6 separate regions of the Mus musculus genome follow, and all the other regions are linked to region 4. Evidence: chromatin contacts called from public Hi-C, HiChIP or PLAC-seq and promoter capture Hi-C data. All regions are on one chromosome and are shown on one strand. The core of a region is the stretch at or near the end of the contact, and the rest is flanking DNA. Distances in the headings are between cores, read along the strand shown. Region 1 overlaps Pard3b (par-3 family cell polarity regulator beta). Region 2 overlaps Pard3b (par-3 family cell polarity regulator beta). Region 3 overlaps Pard3b (par-3 family cell polarity regulator beta). Region 4 holds the start of Nrp2 (neuropilin 2). Region 5 overlaps Pard3b (par-3 family cell polarity regulator beta). Region 6 overlaps Pard3b (par-3 family cell polarity regulator beta).

Region 1 (2,700 bases), core at 44-2,543, 620 kb after region 4:
GTCAGGGTTTCTGGACAGCAGAGATCATTTTTAATGGCTACAGAATTCAGTTTTGTAAACTGCAGAACTCTAGAGGCAGTGATGATAGAGGCACGGCTGTGAATGAATGTACTTAAAACCCTGACCTGGACACTTAAATGCTTCAGATGACAAAGACCATGTGCGTCTTTCCATGACCTTAGAAGGAAAGGAGTTTTCATAGACTGTCATAAGAAGAAATGTAGTGGACATTTTGGAAGCTCTGAAAAAGGGATTTTAAGGCAAAAAAATCATATGGGGTGTGTGTGTATATGAGTCTACCCATCTATTATAGATAAATAATAGTCTTACTCATGAATACATAGAGAACATTGTTTTATTGACTGAGCACCACTAACCTGATAACCCAAGTGGAAAAGCTTGCCCCTCAATTCCTGTGAGTAGGCTACAGCAAAAAAAAAAAAAAAAAAAAAATCAGATTATTTAAATGTTGAATACAACTGCTGTAGGTTGTGTATCTAAGGTGCTTAGAAAACAAATAAATTTAATGCTTAGTATCAGGCCTAGTTCTTAAGATTATATATATATATATATATATATATATTTAATATTATATATATAATATTTTAATATTTTATATATATATATATATATATATATATATATATGTATGAATGAAATTATTTCGGCATCCAGAATTATTGCAAATTCCAAACACTTCTAATCCCAAATATTTTGGGTAAAGGATTTCTCTGGAAATTACACAGCCTCTATGCAATGCTCATATTTTGCAACCACTCAAATACAATTTGCTGTATTAATGAGTAATCTCTCAATGAGTGCTCTCCACACACAGCAGCATTGCAATCTAAACAGTGTCAGCTGCGTCCAGATCTGCTTGCTTTGCTTTCGATCATTGTAAGAATGGAACTAAAACCAGATACATTTTATCTATATGTTAACATGTTTGATTGGTAGTGACTGAAATTAAAGGCAGAGGTAACAGAGCCATCATTCTCAGTACTAAGTCGGTCAGTTCTGACTTCAGATGCATTAGCTGCCAGTTTCTTCCCACAGCAATAACCCTTGATGATTTTTTTTTCAACAAATGCCATTCATCCATTTTTACTTTGGAAAAGTATGGAGATCTGTCTGGAGAGAAGGCTCAAAAAAAAAAAAATCAGTTAAATATCGCAAAAGCTTGTGATTTAGGGGAAAACAAAATAAAGCCTGACTCTATCTGAAGGGTTTGGAGCCTCCATTGGCTCACAACAGTCACTTTAAACCTAACTCACTCCAGATGTCTCCATGATCATCTAATCAGACATCAAAAGCACCTCTGTCACAAGCCACACGCTGCTTAGGAGGATGCTACGTGTTTCCACAAGCGTAAAACACACACAGTAGCGACTTTTAAAATGTGATTCATCTACTTCAGAATTCAACTTTATGGCACAGGGCCATTAGGAAAGGGGCCCCCTCGTGAGAAAGAAAAGTCTTGTTTAATGTCTGTACGATGTCATTCTATGACTAACTCTGCTTTGTAAGCAGAAGCCAGAATGAAACACACACTTCAGGAGGGTGTATGTTTTGAGAGAGAGAGAAAAAAAAATCCTCATCTGAAGAGAAAGTTGTATTCCTTTCAGAAGCTGGGAGAATGTTCATTAACCCTTCCAGTCTGCACTACGGATGTTTCTCAATTGTCTGACGCCCAGAAGGCCATCATGGAAGAGGACAACAATAACAACAATCAGCAACAAAACCCATGGTTCTCAACCTTGACTCTGACCTTGGACATACCTGGCTACTTGTGTTTAGACAGGAGATTTTTAAAGGCAGCTATTTCATTGAATGGATTGATGTGTGTTTTTGTAGACACCATTTTATGATACTGCCTCTGTATGGATATTCAGGCTTTTACTTTAAATGTTTGTCTTTATTATTTCCTTGGCAAATACACTCAGACTACTGGTATCTTAGAGGGAAAACTTCATTGCTCTTCTATGAATGCATAGACATTCATAGGACATTAGAATAAAATTTAAAGTTGAATCCATTCTCACCAAGGTTAAAAACTCATACCAGGAACGTACAAGTCATTAGTATAGAGTTTAAATGGATAATAGCAATAGCTTCCTTGTTTATTTTATTTTAATTTTATTTTTTTAGTTATACACATTTTAGGAAAGAATCATTCACAATCTATACATTCTTCATAGGTTACAGTATTAGCCATTCAGAGAATAGGATGTTGATCTTCAGAATAAGCTACATCAAAATAAACTTCAACGGTGTCAAAACTGGATTTGAGCAGAGTACTAAAATCACATTTTACCATACTCTGTCACCCATATTCTAATTAACCCAAGTACTAGAAGTATTTTTGTCTTCTACATCAGTCAAAACTAGAAAAGCCTATTAAGAAAAGATGGAATGAAAGAAGAGCTAGAAAGGAACATCTTTAGATGCAGTGGTATAAGAGAGAAACCTAAAATTAAAATCCCAAGTGTTTTTGAAGTCTTTGAACACAGCTATTAGACAAGTATAACATTATGACTGATGGGCTTGCTAAGTTTATATTATAGAACTCACAATTTTGTTGACAGAAAAAGAAGTCCAAATAAGTGAATCTCCTACGTTGGAATTAATTTCTATTCTGTTTTTCTTCACGGTTTATTTGTAAAATTAGCCTCTATAACAATTCATGAGCAGAATAACAAT
Region 2 (2,787 bases), core at 66-2,565, 710 kb after region 4:
ATCAAGAAAATTTAAAACTCAGTGTACTTGCTCATATAGTAATAATATTTCTTTTGCTCCAGAACCAAATATATTAATAATACCAGACATACAAGGAATCTGAAAGATAAAGTCCTTAAGTTTAAAAGACTAGAAAATTCTCAAAGATGACCCCAGTCCACTGGGTGGCATGATTTGCCATTTACCCAACAGAGCACTGCATACTTCCTCAATTTTGTCTAATCTCTAGGGCTTTGAAGGTCTTCAGAAAGCATACAGTATTAGAAACGAAGACATGAAATATGGTGTCATGTTGGAAATACACAGATGTACACACACGTGTGCGCACACACACACTTTAAAAGGTCTCTAATGTAACATCAGAGATGAAAATAAGACATGGAAAACCATCTCATAATTAGGTGTCTAATGCATTTACAATATAAGCAACACTCAGATTCAGTACTGTTCTGCTGTCTTAGTTTTATTTTCTATAGCATTCTAAAATTAATATTCTCTGGCTAACCTAATACATAAACTTAACACTCTCAGAAACATCCCCTCAGAAACTTCATTGCTGAGGTGGAGCACAGCCCTGTGGGAGAAGCAGAACTTTAGGCTGAGTTCTTTGTGTAGGAGCCATTCCATTCCAGTCAAATAGAACATTGCCCCTAACCTGGCCTTCTACCTTCAGAAGGGCCTCCACAGCTAAGACCCTTCCATCCTAGCCTTTAGCATCTAAACACAATGCTACAGATATTGCGGAAGTGGTCATTCTGTCACCAGATCTGAGTATGGTCACAGATCAGCTTCAAATTCATCGTAGCCCACAGAATTTCCCAGTGAAGAGCCTTCTGTAGACACCCTGGTATTCCTGCGACACTGTACCCATGCCTCTCTCCCCACCTGTCATGAAGCAGAGGATCTTAATTTACCTGCTTCTAGCTAAACATAGATGATCAGCTTGAAACCATAAGTCACACCACTAAAATAGACTTAATGAATACTTTGATTTTTTTTTAAATGGAAACAAAGTCTCTTAGGAGAATGCAGGTTAGCTCACAGAAACAAGAAAAACAAAACAGTGGGCAGACAAGGTCAGAGCAGAGCCAAACACACTCTAAGATGCCATTCTGCAGATGACATCACGGCTGCTATCACTGTAGCCCTTAGTGCCTCTTGGGCTAGGACTGCTTTCCATAGTCAGACATTGAATATTCATGAAACACACTTAGACGTGAGAGAATGGAGTGAAGCATAATTGGACATCATACTCTGAACTCCTACTGCAGTGCTTTTGTGCATGAAAAAATACCACCCAGCAGAGGGCTGATCAGTGTTCGTGCCTCAATCCCTGAGGGAGAACAATACCTTGGTTATAGGCTTTGTTCTCTCTACTGCACACACCAGCTCCATCAGTTCTGACTTCCCAAGAATAGGGAGAGGAAAGGTCACCCCCACAACCAAGTGTGCAAAGCAGCCTCTGTCCATCCTTGAGGTTGAAGAGGAAATTGAATTTTACCATTTTCCATCTAAAATCTACTTAGTAAATCACGGTCCCAATTCTATTTCCTGATAGACTGCATCTATGTATTGGATTTTCTTCTAGAGCATATCTTTTGAAATCGTAAAACTAATTTGTCCATCCACACGCCCAGTTTAGAAACAAGCACAAATGTGCAATGCTCCCCGTGACTTCTGACTGTTAGGAGAACTCAGCTTTATTTCCCTAATGACTGCAATCCTCAGTGTATTGCTTAAGTTTTTGGATTAATGAGTAAGCAATCAAATGTGATTTTAAGTCATGAATATAACAAACATACTATTCATTTATTTTGACAAGTATTTTAATTTATGAGACTTGGCTACAAATACAGCAGCCAATTTTGTAAAGGGGGAGGGGAGAAGAAACCTCTACTTTTAAGACAACCCAGCAGCTCTCAAATAAACCTCTATAGTTCAGCATCCTTAATCATCAGGGAAATGCAAATCAAAGCAACCCTGAGATTCCACCTTACACCAGTCAGAATGGCTAAGATAAAAAATTCAGGTGACAGCAGATGCTGGTGAGGATGTGGAGAAAGAGGAACACTCCTCCATTGTTGGTGGGATTGAAAGCTGGTAAAGCCACTCTGGAAATCAGTCTGGGGGTTCCTCAGAAAACTGGACATAGTACTACTGGAAGATTCAGCAATACCTCTTCTGGGCATATACCAAGAAGATGTAATAAGGACACATGCTCCACTATGTTCATAGCAGCCTTATTTATAATAGCCAGAAGCTGGAAAGAACCCAGATGTCCCTCAACAGAGGACTGGATACAGAAAATGTGGTACATTTACACAATTGAGTACTACTCAGCTATTAAAAACAATCAATTTATGAAATTCTTAGACTAATGAATGTATCTGGAGTATATCACCTTGAGTGAGGTAACCCAATCACAAAAGAACACACATGATATGCACTCACTGATAAGTGGATATTAGCCCAGAAACTTAAAATACCAAAAATACAACTTGCAAAACACATGAAACTCAAGAAGAAGGAAGACCAATGCGTGGATACTTCATTCCTCCTTAGAATATGGAACAAAATACCCATGGAAGGAGTTACAGAGACAAAGTTTGGAGATGGGACAGAAGGAACGACTATGCAGAGGCTGCCCCATCTGGGGATCCATACCGTAATCAACCGCCAAATGCAGACACAATTGCATATGCCAGCAATATTTTGCCGACAGGACCCTGCTATAGCTGTCTCTTGTGAGGCTATGCCAGTGCCTGGCAAATGCAGAAGTGGATGCTC
Region 3 (2,700 bases), core at 72-2,571, 880 kb after region 4:
CTGAATGCTTATTTTACAAATGAGAAAATCAAGTAATGGAGTGGTTAACACCTTTGTGCAACAATCATAGAGTCAGGCCTGTGCTGTAGAAGGGGCTTCTATACCAATATCAGTAACAGATCTGTGGGTTTTATATAACTGCAGCACCCCTGGACAGCACCAATACCTTGGAGAGATAAGGGATGCTACAGTGTAGACATAATTTTTTCCTAATGACCTCGTATACTATTATCAGCTGGAGTTTCATAGAACTTTTGTACTTTCAATTCATGAATAATCATGCACAATACCACACACTGGTAGAAAATATTCAACAGTTTTTTGGGGCCACCTAGCTACAATGTGGAAAAAATGTTTAAGATAATTCTTTAATAGGGCAGCAATTCAAAGCTTATAGAATCTTAATCAGTATCTTTTTAGTGAACATTTCTCACTGTAAAGGAGAACTAGAATCTCACTTAATGCTGACTTTTCTCTTGAACAGAATTGACAAACTGGTAAGCAAGTCACATGCTTAGTGCTTGATGGAGCCAATTTGCACATCATGCACATCAGTTTTACTTAAACTTACCTAAAAATTTAACTAAATGTCAAACATATCTCTTTCAACCAGAACTGACTTGCACTTTATGCCTTACAGCTGCCCTTACAGGCAGATAATGGTCAATTCCTACCACCTTGCTGTTTGGATGGCGGAAGCTCACTGCAAGTTTGAAGCCACCCTGACATCTATATTGAGTCCAGGTCAACAGGAGCATCACAGCAAACTCCTGCACCAAAACAAATCCCCAAAGCAAAGAAGCTAACAGTAGTGGCATTAAATAAGCTGTGTATGTACATACTGTCTGTATAGTGCACTATGAGAGGTTTTGAGGGACTGGCCATGTTTCCATTTAGGTCTAGGAAAATCCCATGACAGAAATATCTCATAGTGAAAGCAACTGAACATAATACAGATTAGTAGAGAATTAGAGAAAGAGCATTTGATATAATTCAGATTCATGCCAAAGGTATGGCAGTGATTTATAGATTGAGATGGAATAAACTTAGAAATTAAAGGATCAAAGAGACTAGGACTTAACTAAAGAAAACATTGTAGTTGTTCCCAGATTTGAATTGGGCAGATTATGCAACTGAATAATGAATTTAGCTCTAAGCTTACTGATATGTAAATCAAAATAAAAATTTGTTGGTCTCCACAGTTTTAAAATTCAGACAAGGGAGAATATTCAAATGAATTTAAACACCTATTCTGTTTACTAAAGTTACAATCGTAACAGATGGACAGAGTACAAAGCTGAATCGATGACTAAGCAACAGCTTCAGGTCTGGGTACATGGTGCAGAAGGCTGACACATGCCCAACACTATACTAACCATCCCATGTTTACAGGCCTTAATCACTAGATGAGGAAACACTGGCTTTAGACAGGACGATTTTCCCATGGCACCTGGCCTACTTAAGGTAAAGGCAAGTAGGCCAATCCCTAAGCTTCACACTTTTAAATGTAATTCGGCACCAGAGAGGTAGCTCAGTGGGTGAAGATGCTTGCCACTAAGCCTGATAACCCAAGCCCCATACCTGAAAATCCAATGGCAGAATCGGAACACTGCCTCCAAAAGTGGTCTGACTTCTACACATGTTCTGTGACATATGCTCAAGTATGTGCATGCATGCACACACACATGTAAAACATTAAAATTTTGAATTCTAAATTCTGTACTTTTTAACATAATCCTTCTTTTGCCTTTATTGCAAATACCTATTATGATACCCTGAAAATGGGATTAGCAACATAGAAATTAACCCTTGAACTATCATGGGTATGGTGGACAGTGTGCAGTGTGGCTAGGATCTTGGTTGTGAGTCAGAGGCTAGCTAAAGTAACATGAGTGAGATGCTTTCTTGCTGATCCTGTATTAAAACACAGAAAACTTCAAAGAAGGGATAGCCACACCCACGCTGAGGTGCTCTAAACTATCAACATCTTTGGCCTTGCTGCATTTACCCAGCTCATAACCAACCAACTAAACTATTTTTATTTAGTGTGTGTGTGTGTGTGTGTGTGTGTATTCATTCGGTGGCTTCATTTGAAAGTATCAAGTTATAAAGAAATGCTCTGAACAAAAGGAATGAAGATAAAGTAGAATCTCTACTGGAAATGTAACACTGCCTGTCAGTAGTGGGGCTGAAAACCTGGCTGGCCGAGTGTATAGAGACATTGGTCCCTTCACACCCATGGCAGAGCTGAGGTTCCCTTCTTTTGCCTGAAAGCGTCATTTACCTTGAGCTGAGCGACTACTTAATTTTAGACTGTCCTACTGAAAACCATTTTGGGGCTCTTAGAGTAAAACTAATATTTCCTTTTAGAAGTTTTATAAATGTCCAAAGCTGATTGCTTTTGTCTTATGTTCTTTTGAGGAGTATACCCTCCTCAAATTATATGTGCTTCAGGATACAGTCAAAACTTAGTATGGGCCCAGTTGCCATCCTGGAGACGAGAATCATCACAACCTTGTACCATAGTGATTAGTGAAGACCACAAATACCACAACTCAAAACCAAACTAGAATCAGGACTTTGTTTTTGTTTTCGTTTTTATTTACAGGGCTGCTCTGGTATTGCTTTTATTAAGATCCCCCTCTCCTTCTGCTGACAGGCAATTACAATTTCAATAAAATTCACAGATGACAGGAGAGA
Region 4 (2,700 bases), core at 7-2,506:
TTTTTAAACCTTTGATTCAGTCCATATGTGACATCTGAACACCGCCAAATTCTGTTACAAAACACACACACACACACACACACACACACACACACACACACACTCCCTTTGCAAGAGAGAAAAGTTGGGTTTAGCAGCCCTGGTGGTGTAAAGAAGGCCGCTGAGATCTCCCTTTAAATGATTGAGTATTGAGGGAGCCTCCTCATGAGCGCTTCTCAGTGGCTTCTCTCCATTAGCTGTCGCCTTTAAAGGGGAAACCGTGTAAAAATGAATAGAAAAACTTTGAAGGGCTTACCTTGCTGGCTTCTCACTTCGTGTCCTGAAAAGTACAGAGCTAAGAAAACCCAGGTAAGAGGAAACATATCCATTTTTGACAGAGAGGCTCTCTCCGGGGCTAGGTTTGTGGGATCTCCTATAATTATGTCTTTGTGTTTTTCCTCTCTAATTTTCTTCCTGGTGGTGTCTTCTGCAAAGGTCTCTAACGATCAACGTTTTCCTCCTGGGTCCTGGCAGTCAGTCTGTCTTCACCTTTATTCTTGCTGGAATATCTCCACCTCACTAGGAGATAGCTCTTGAAATCAGCAAAGAGGGAGCAAGCTAAGGAAGCGGAGACCGGTTTCCTCTTCAAACCCAAACGCGTGTATGTTCTCTCCAGTTCCTCAAAGTGTCATTTCCTTTATCCTACAACATCACGAGGGTTTCCCGAAAGCTGAACGCAAAATAATAGTAATAATAATAAAAATCAAAGCCAAGAATTGCCCTGGGCATCACACGGCCCCTAGGCAGCTGTGTGATCTCAGAAGCGCTAACTGACACAGGTCCCCCGGCACCCGGGACACACACGCGGGCAGAGGCACCGACCGCTGGACAGGCGGAGTGGTAAGCAGTCAGACGTCCGGCTCTTGTCCTTTCTGGGTTCCCCTAAGCTGGAGCCTCCCCCGGCGGTTACACCCGCTTGGCCAGTCTCTGGAGGGGAGTGCGAGGCAGGAAGCTGCTGCGGCCGGTGCTGCTGGTGTTGCTGCGGGTGCGGCGGCTGGGATCGCCCGCGAGTGTGCGAGCGGCTCTCCGAGTTCGCTGGCGCCCGCCCTCACCTCCACCTCGCCCAGCGCCCGGCCGAGTGTCTGTGCTTCAGAGGATGTGCCGGGGGCGGGCTGCAGGCTGGTGCCTTGCTCGCCTCCTCTGCCTCCCCTCCGGCTCCCCCCTCGCCTTTTCAGGCCGAGCAGCATGTGGATGTCAGAGCCGCGGCAGAGCGATCCGATTACGCGCCCGCTCAGGGCCCGCCCCTTCTGTGTTCCTGATTAAAGAGGCAGCCGCGGAGACGCGCGGCGCAGAGCCGAGGACCGCGGCACCCAGCTCGGGCGGGGCGGCGGTGGCTCGCAGCCCCGCGGCCGCGCGATCAAAGTTAAGGTGCCACGCAACCCTGCCGCCCCTCTCCCAGTCCGCACCTCCCTCCCGCCCCACGCACCTTCGTGCGGGGCTGCGGGTGTGTCACACCCGGAGCAAGGAGCGCCCTCCCTTCAGGGCGCGCTGCCTCTGCCGGAGGGAAACTCCGCGGAGCCCGGGAAATTCTTGTTTCCCCTAAATTCCGAGACTCAGATGCTACACACTCAGAATCCAACACAATGCCACCTGCAATGGCGTTACAGAAGGAGTTGGGTGGCGGACCGCGTTTGGCGTAGGGAGCCAGTCCGCGGCTCAGCTCTGTGTTCCCAGAGGCAGCAAAGCGTGGCGGCGACACACACAGTCAGCCTTTAGCCTTCTCTGAACCAAACCTCAAATACTTCTTGGGCTTACTTCTCAGATCCTTTGTTGTGTCCCAAACAGGATCCTCTGCGGTCTGGGTTAGGATTTACTTCAACATGTGCCCTTAACTTGTAACTATCTGTAAACGAGGGACGATTTTATTGAATAAAGAATTTCTCCGGGCAATTAAATTCCCCACCCCCACCCCTGGCCACCCAATACACCTTCAAGCTTCCAACATAGTATAGGTACAGGGAGGCCTCTTGGACTGCTACTGTAACTACTTCTGTTCATGTTTCCCCAAGGTATTGTGGTCACAATGTTGACAGAAAGAAAATAGCATTGTGTTACCTATTTTTAAGTGGAGACATGAAAACTGTTTCAAGGCGCTATAAGCTAACAGTTGGAGAAAACACTTGCATCTTTGTTTCTGAGGGTGGCTGGGTGATCCCCAACTGTCATATTCACCAGGCACCCTTGCTTTACCATGATCAAGATCCAACAGAGCACACCTGGCAACCTTTTCAGTCCCCTTCCTAGCAGTCTGAAGATTAGGAAACATAAAGTTTGGGTGAGAAGGGACATGAACATCTGACTATACCATTTTTCCCCCTTAGCGTGGACTTATGGGTTCTTCTGGGTGGTTTCTCTCCTTATCTGGACTTGCCATTAGCGTTGTTTATCACAGCCAGTGTTTGAAAAAAAAAATCTGTAACTCTCACTTAACTGTTATTTACATGGAGATAAACACAAACAAAATTGAATCAGAAGTGATTTGCAACTAGTTAAATGAGGGATTTTCCAGTGGAAGTCCAGAGCCTGAATACCACATGGTTAATCTTAACTGCCTGGCTGCAAAGGGCTGGAGTTAGAGGCCCTCTGAGTTCTTCCAGAGAGCAACACATACACACACACACACACACACACACACACACACGTGCACACGCATGCACCACT
Region 5 (2,922 bases), core at 181-2,680, 650 kb after region 4:
GACACCTCTGCAGACTCAGCCTAACTGCTAAGACCTAGTCTCTTGAATGGCTCCTCCTAATTTAGACTCTGACAGATCTGTCTGCTGTCCTTCTCACTCTCTTGTGACTTTCCCTCAGTTTCTGTTTGTGTTGCTTGAATACTTTTCCTTTGAGAATCATTAGTGCTACTTTGGGTTAAAAATAATGAATATCTTCCTTTCTGCTAGAATGGCAGATGGCAACAATTGCTAGTAGAGATACAAAAAGGACAAGTTAGTCCACTGAAGGTAAAGTGGTGCCAAGCCTTAGGTAACAGCATGCCAGTTCCTCAAATGACTGAATGCAGAGTTGCCTTGTGAAATGGCAATTCCATTCTCGTGTGTGTGTGTGTGTGTGTGTGTGTGTGTGTGTGGTGTGTGGGTATGTGTGTGTGTGGTGTGTGGTGTGTGTGTATGTGGTGTGGTGTGTGTGTATGTGTGTGTGTGTGTGTGTGTGTGTGAGAGAGAGAGAGAGAGAGAGAGAGAGAGAGAGAGGGAGGGAGAGAACAGGGGTCTATAAAAATCTGTGTATAAATCTTTGCAACATCACTATTTATAATACATAAACAGTAGTCAAATTAGCTAATATCCCTTAACTTATATATGAATAAAAAAGATGGTTATACCTATAAATATGATTTATCAGTAAGAAGAAACAATAAATGAGTCAATGCTCTTGTTAAGTGAACAAGGGCAGTCAGACAGGGTCTTACATTATATGAGTTTAACTGTATGACATGCACTGAACATGCAGATGCCTAGCACCTAAAGGTGGATTAGTACTTGATGGGGGACAAGGTAAGAGAAACACCATTTCTTTAGAATTTTTGTTAAAATGTTTTAGAGATTATTGTAATGGTCATTTCATTACTCTCAAAATATATTAAAACCCACTGAGCTGCATATTTCAAACAGTAAATTATATGTTAGGAAGTATATCTCATTAAGTTGTTTAGTAAAATAGAACCACACATTCTGGTGATTTTGTACTACATATCACCTTTATTGTATGAATAGTGAGTGCCTGGCTCCCTTAGGCTGCAGTTGTTGAAGGTGAGAGTTTGTAATAGAAATAGCTTGACCAGTACAACTCAATGGCCAGGCAAACTATGACATATAAATGAAACAGAACATAGTCACGTATTATTGATGTTTGATTAACCAGCACATGCATTAGCTACACATCTAGTACAATGTGTTACTTTCAACCAAGGCTATGAGATTTTGCCATATTCAAACAGTGAGTAGGTCCCGCCCTTCTATCCTTCCTCCTGAAAGTAGGGATCACATTTCATACTGGATGGTCATTAGAAAGAAGGGTGCTACAGGTAAATTGGTAGACTCTGTGTACCTAGACACATCACACCTGTTTATAACACCAGCTGGGGATGCTTTACAAGGTCCCAGACACCTCTGTTTACACTAGGAGCTGACTGCAGTGCCTGGCAACAGCACACGTTCGGTAAACACAGGAAGAAGGTACACCTGAGAAGTAAACTCAATCTTGTGGTAAGGTAAACTTAATCTTTGTAATCTTTGATTTCCAAAGAAGAAAACTGGCTGCCTATCTCTAATGAGGAAGTATCACTCCTGCGTATTTGCTATCTATGTAGTAAATTACACTTATCTGTGTCTCTTGTCAGGTCTCCTTTTGACCTCACTGTTTATGTCAATGGTCCTGTCTGCCTGCAAGTCCCCCAGTGAGAAAGCCTGGATTAGGATAGCAGGCCAGTGGCTGAGACTGCTTCATTTAGGCTATCAAGAATTTAAGAGTTTACCAAATCACTGGCTTGGATGAAACAGGAAAGAAAGACTCAGTAAATTAAAGACCCTGTGTTATGTCCACTGAGCAAAGCCAGGCAAAATACTGGTGTCATTCAAAAGACAACAATCCAGATGAGGGCAGAGGCTTTTGGAAGCTGAAAACACTTCACGCATGTAAGGCTAAAGCAGATGGAACTCACAATTAAAAATCAATAAATGCTACTCTATAAGGAAAAAAGGAAGAAAGAAGAAAGAAAACAACTATAACAGATGGATTCATCCGTCTTCTTAAAGAGCCTTGACCAGAAAAGTAGCAGATGAGCAAGCCAGCTTGCCAAAACTGTCTGGAGGGCTCTTCCCTCGAAAGGGTTGGGATTGAATTGAGCTTTAAGAAATATTCTTCTTCACTGAATTATATATACACTTTTCCTGGCAGACTATGATATGTCCAGCAACAATGATCAGCCTGGCATCCATCTATGAGTGAACATCGTGCTGTCTGCCATGGAGAGGTCCCTGCACCCATAAGCATTTGCAACTTGTCATTGGCATAGCTATCGCTAGACACACCTTTATATACTTTGTAGACATACTGCCAATCCCCAGACCTCTGCAAATGTAGATGTGACTGTTAGCTTCACAAAGGAGGAGACACAAGGAAGGAATGAAATTTGGCAAACATTCAAGGGTCACAGGGACCAGAAGGTAAGAGAGTAGCCAGGTCTGCTTAACTCCATTACCTACCTATTCCCTTCCTTCTTTCTCATCATAGGGGCTTCTAGATGCAGCCTCACTGGAGAGCAGAGAGCAGGCGAGGGAGGTGGGAAGCAGGAGAGGAAGAATTCACAGGTTATTTGCACAGGACTGCTGGGGATGGGGGGAACCTTGCTCCTAAACACCTAATCAAGGATATTTAGATAGGAAAAAAACTTCAGTGGGTAGAACAATTCATCAGGCTGCCCAAGCTTAATGAAAATATCCCTTATGAATAATCAATTGCTTTTGTTTAATTCTCTTTGCAATAAGTAACCTTGGACCCCAGGATTTGGTCTCCTGAGTAGACTTCCCAAGCAGGCTGCCTCTGAGCCCACTTCCTGTAGCTGATACTTCCCCCACAACTGCTTTTCATGAAGTTTGACC
Region 6 (2,700 bases), core at 108-2,607, 690 kb after region 4:
AGTGTTAAATGAAACCATTTACCAGTGAAACGAATATACACAGGTATATTGTACAAAATTAAGGAAAAAAGATAAAGTGTGGGTAAAATTGAGTCAGAAAAGTGAGAATGAAAATGAGACTAAGATCTAAGTCTAAATGAATATAAAATAGACAAAAAGAGAAGTTGAGACAGTGCATATATATTCTCACCAAAATACACCATTACATCATTTCATAAGCAATATCATTTAAAATCTATTTATAAGACTAAAGACTACTTTGTATGCAGACCTCATCATGTTCAACTTCTAGAGAGGTAGGGGCTCAGCTTGGGCAGAAGTCTGAAGACACCTGACACTGCTCTGTGAGAGTAGCAGTGCTAGTTGTATTTTAAATTGCACATTCAATATACAAGCCACATTCAAGATGCAGCTTTGTGCTTAGCTGAATACAAACAAAAGTTACTCCTGTATGGTAATTAGTGTTAGTATTTCTCAGGACTGGGCGGCATTAGTATTGACTTTATTCTTTTAATTGACTAGTATGATCTGGCAGTTTTCCAACATACAGTTTGGATATTTACTGAATAACCTGTTAGTCCCTGTTCCCTGCCCCATCCCAACCCCCCTCACCCCATGCAACATTTCACGTATTCTGAAAACAAAAACTAAAATAAAAACCAAAATAACAATAGCAAAAGAAGAATGGTACCCAGAATAAGTTAGACAGGCTGTCACCTCCTCAGTCCTGATTTAGTTACCATCATACCAGAACAGCAGCACACATTTTGTTGACTATGTAGCCATGACTGATGGATGATAGCCTAGCAAGGTCACCATAGCTAATTACAGCATCATTCATCTGGCTTGCACAGGGGAAAAATACCAGGCTCTCAGGGAAGAAAAAAAGAAAAGAAAGAAAAGCCCTTCTATAGCTGCTAACTTTTGAATAATCAGCCTCAAAAGAAACAAATAGGATGAAAGTCAATGACCAAATTATGACTTATGGATTCACCCAAGCAAATGACCTCAGCTCTGTGGTAATTTTAACTCTTGGTTTCCAGCCTGTAGGAGAGAACTTCTAGCAACAAGGATCCCTCACAGGCTTAAGTGCTTTGTCGTGGGGATTCAAAGGATTCATCAGGAGCCCAAGCCAACCGTGCACTTTAGTTCTGCTATGTGTGTGGTGTGAGTGTGTTTGTCTAGGATCAGATGCCAAGACTTAAACTCACATTATGGGCACAGCAGCTACCTACACACTACAGCCTAATTAAAAGAGTAAGCTTCTCTCTTCGTTATGTTTTCCTGAAGATCGGGGCCATAAAGGGATTTGGTTTCCTTAAGAACTGAGAAAAATGTTCCCATATGTTGCTTTTGTAGCCTGAATTATTGAAACTCAGAAAGAAAATGGTAGGGATTTCCAACAATAATCCAGGGCTACACAGTGTTTTCTGAGAACTACTGAAAGAAAATAAAGAAGAGAGACATGAGTGTTTTGAAAATAATTCTATTATAGCAAACATATAATCATAATTTCCATTTCTGTTTTGAAGAAGCACAAACACACATGGAAACAATAAAACATCCAGGGCACCTTTCAAGTCTCAGAAACAAGACTCACTCACAGCAGAAAGCACCTCATCTCCAAAGTTTAAAGGAGAGAGAATAAAGCTAGTATTAATTCAACTTCCAACTTTAATCAGATCGCTTCACATCTAGGTAACACAGATCACAGGAATGGCAACAGGCAAATCCAAAGGACTTTTTATCCTGAAACACTATTTAAATTGTATTGCTAAAATAATTTATAACCAAAGGACTATCTTCTCATGTAAGCTTGAACCCCAAATTGCAAATTTCAATCAAGTACTGAGAAAATTATCAAAAAACACAAAATAAAACTCCTCATTAATTGGGGTCATAAGATGGAAAGTGACAGGGGCACAGAGCTAGATTCAAACTTTGTTATGTGTCAGTGAGATACTCTGGAGATAATAAGAGCTCTCAAAAGCAAAGCAAAGCAAAGGCTTCATTTATAGATGAGAAGCTGCAGATAATGGTAACATAATCAGGAGCAATCTATGGGACCTTCAGTTTGTACCTTCACTTTCATTTAGATGGGACCTCATCCATTTTTGTGTGGAAAGCTGTAATCATCACGAAGACAAGTTACATGGCTGAGGATACACATTTGGAACTCAGGACTTGTACCAGCTCTAGGTTGCTTGTTTTCAAGTCCCAAGAAGCTACATGTGTTTTGGAGAAGAGAGGATCAGGTACTACTGATCCAAAAAAGTGATATGAACAGCCATGGGAAAGGTAGAGGACTGCTACGCTTCAAAACTTCAAAGTGAAAGCCCCCAGTATGACCCTAAACCTGACATGTCAGCAAAGGTGTAGAGATGCCTACATTGTAGTAAAAGTTCTGACAGGATTCCATTCACATACTGACTTGATGTAAGATTCATTCTCTCTCTCTCTCTCTCTCTCTCTCTCTCTCTCTCTCTCTCTCTCTCTCTCTCTCTCTCTCTCCACACACACACACTCTCAGGCACAGGCACAGGCACAGGCACAGGCATACTGTATGTATGAAGTGAGAGGAGAATAACCAGCAACTTATGGGATTAAAAAGCAACTTGAGGCACCTCAACTCTCTAGTCTTGGTTTCTTCATTAGCTTTAAATTTACATTTTTCATAGTATCTGTTTATTAATTTTTACT

What was found. Promoter capture Hi-C pulls out the DNA fragments that hold promoters and counts their contacts. Hi-C and Micro-C count contacts between places; a contact is called where the count stands out from the background. HiChIP or PLAC-seq counts read pairs in DNA pulled down with a chosen protein or histone mark.
Region 1: a Hi-C map of the N1E-115 cell line shows a contact between it and region 4, with 11 times the contacts expected there. The contact joins the enhancer-like site here to the promoter of Nrp2 in region 4. A contact is called at or near these places in 11 of 39 promoter capture datasets (the 3T3-L1 cell line, 3T3-L1-derived adipocytes, cranial neural crest and 6 more), 13 of 484 Hi-C or Micro-C datasets (the C2C12 cell line, MC3T3-E1-derived osteoblasts, the N1E-115 cell line and 6 more), 12 of 115 datasets of contacts at active chromatin or transcription factors (bone marrow-derived dendritic cells, bone marrow-derived macrophages, craniofacial prominence and 8 more) and 3 of 9 other capture datasets (adipose tissue, embryonic stem cells and liver).
Region 2: a contact with region 4 is called in an H3K4me3 HiChIP or PLAC-seq map of embryonic basal ganglia, with 4 times the contacts expected there. The contact joins the enhancer-like site here to the promoter of Nrp2 in region 4. A contact is called at or near these places in 10 of 39 promoter capture datasets (the 3T3-L1 cell line, 3T3-L1-derived adipocytes, cranial neural crest and 5 more), 1 of 15 datasets of contacts at CTCF or cohesin (pro-B cells), 4 of 484 Hi-C or Micro-C datasets (adipose-derived mesenchymal stem cells, embryonic stem cells and uterus), 22 of 115 datasets of contacts at active chromatin or transcription factors (the NIH/3T3 cell line, astrocytes, bone marrow-derived dendritic cells and 16 more) and 3 of 9 other capture datasets (adipose tissue, embryonic stem cells and pancreatic islet).
Region 3: a promoter capture Hi-C map of hippocampal neurons shows a contact between it and region 4, with 25 times the contacts expected there. The contact joins the enhancer-like site here to the promoter of Nrp2 in region 4. A contact is called at or near these places in 11 of 39 promoter capture datasets (the 3T3-L1 cell line, the C10 cell line, the HPC-7 cell line and 6 more), 1 of 484 Hi-C or Micro-C datasets (cerebellum), 21 of 115 datasets of contacts at active chromatin or transcription factors (astrocytes, bone marrow-derived dendritic cells, bone marrow-derived macrophages and 14 more) and 4 of 9 other capture datasets (adipose tissue, embryonic stem cells, liver and 1 more).
Region 5: a contact with region 4 is called in a Hi-C map of olfactory sensory neurons, with 2.9 times the contacts expected there. The contact joins the enhancer-like site here to the promoter of Nrp2 in region 4. A contact is called at or near these places in 2 of 39 promoter capture datasets (the 3T3-L1 cell line and hippocampal neurons), 1 of 15 datasets of contacts at CTCF or cohesin (pro-B cells), 8 of 484 Hi-C or Micro-C datasets (the HL-1 cell line, bone marrow-derived macrophages, cortical neurons and 5 more), 20 of 115 datasets of contacts at active chromatin or transcription factors (SST interneurons, astrocytes, bone marrow-derived dendritic cells and 15 more) and 4 of 9 other capture datasets (adipose tissue, embryonic stem cells, embryonic tail and 1 more).
Region 6: a contact with region 4 is called in an H3K4me3 HiChIP or PLAC-seq map of embryonic forebrain, with 6 times the contacts expected there. The contact joins the enhancer-like site here to the promoter of Nrp2 in region 4. A contact is called at or near these places in 12 of 39 promoter capture datasets (the 3T3-L1 cell line, HPC-7-derived erythroid cells, cranial neural crest and 7 more), 1 of 15 datasets of contacts at CTCF or cohesin (pro-B cells), 2 of 484 Hi-C or Micro-C datasets (the AML12 cell line and ganglionic eminence), 18 of 115 datasets of contacts at active chromatin or transcription factors (the NIH/3T3 cell line, astrocytes, bone marrow-derived dendritic cells and 13 more) and 2 of 9 other capture datasets (embryonic stem cells and pancreatic islet).

What each region holds. Positions count from the first base shown.
Region 1 is chr1:62,084,899-62,087,598 of GRCm38.p6, reverse strand. The region is part of intron 4 of Pard3b (par-3 family cell polarity regulator beta); the gene reads right to left. Among named protein-coding and RNA genes, the nearest start is that of Pard3bos2, 50 kb to the left of the region's middle. Within about 2 kb of position 1,293, at least 15 of the 459 cell types and tissues checked have an H3K27ac peak or open chromatin away from gene starts, as enhancers often do. A contact at or near this core is called in the N1E-115 cell line, adipose-derived mesenchymal stem cells and craniofacial prominence, where this site is marked.
Region 2 is chr1:61,996,374-61,999,160 of GRCm38.p6, reverse strand. The region is part of intron 2 of Pard3b (par-3 family cell polarity regulator beta); the gene reads right to left. Among named protein-coding and RNA genes, the nearest start is that of Pard3bos1, 130 kb to the right of the region's middle. Within about 2 kb of position 1,315, at least 13 of the 459 cell types and tissues checked have an H3K27ac peak or open chromatin away from gene starts, as enhancers often do. A contact at or near this core is called in embryonic basal ganglia, where this site is marked.
Region 3 is chr1:61,821,597-61,824,296 of GRCm38.p6, reverse strand. All of the region lies in intron 2 of Pard3b (par-3 family cell polarity regulator beta), which reads right to left. The region is part of intron 2 of Pard3bos1 (a long non-coding RNA gene); the gene reads left to right. Among named protein-coding and RNA genes, the nearest start is that of Pard3bos1, 42 kb to the left of the region's middle. Within about 2 kb of position 1,321, at least 1 of the 459 cell types and tissues checked has an H3K27ac peak or open chromatin away from gene starts, as enhancers often do. A contact at or near this core is called in hippocampal neurons, where this site is marked.
Region 4 is chr1:62,701,873-62,704,572 of GRCm38.p6, reverse strand. Nrp2 (neuropilin 2) reads right to left here and starts at 1,256. Exons shown (of 17, transcript NM_001077404.1): 1 at 296-1,256. The coding sequence starts at 368.
Region 5 is chr1:62,047,294-62,050,215 of GRCm38.p6, reverse strand. The region is part of intron 3 of Pard3b (par-3 family cell polarity regulator beta); the gene reads right to left. Among named protein-coding and RNA genes, the nearest start is that of Pard3bos2, 87 kb to the left of the region's middle. Within about 2 kb of position 1,430, at least 11 of the 459 cell types and tissues checked have an H3K27ac peak or open chromatin away from gene starts, as enhancers often do. A contact at or near this core is called in olfactory sensory neurons, where this site is marked.
Region 6 is chr1:62,015,203-62,017,902 of GRCm38.p6, reverse strand. All of the region lies in intron 3 of Pard3b (par-3 family cell polarity regulator beta), which reads right to left. Among named protein-coding and RNA genes, the nearest start is that of Pard3bos2, 120 kb to the left of the region's middle. Within about 2 kb of position 1,357, at least 8 of the 459 cell types and tissues checked have an H3K27ac peak or open chromatin away from gene starts, as enhancers often do.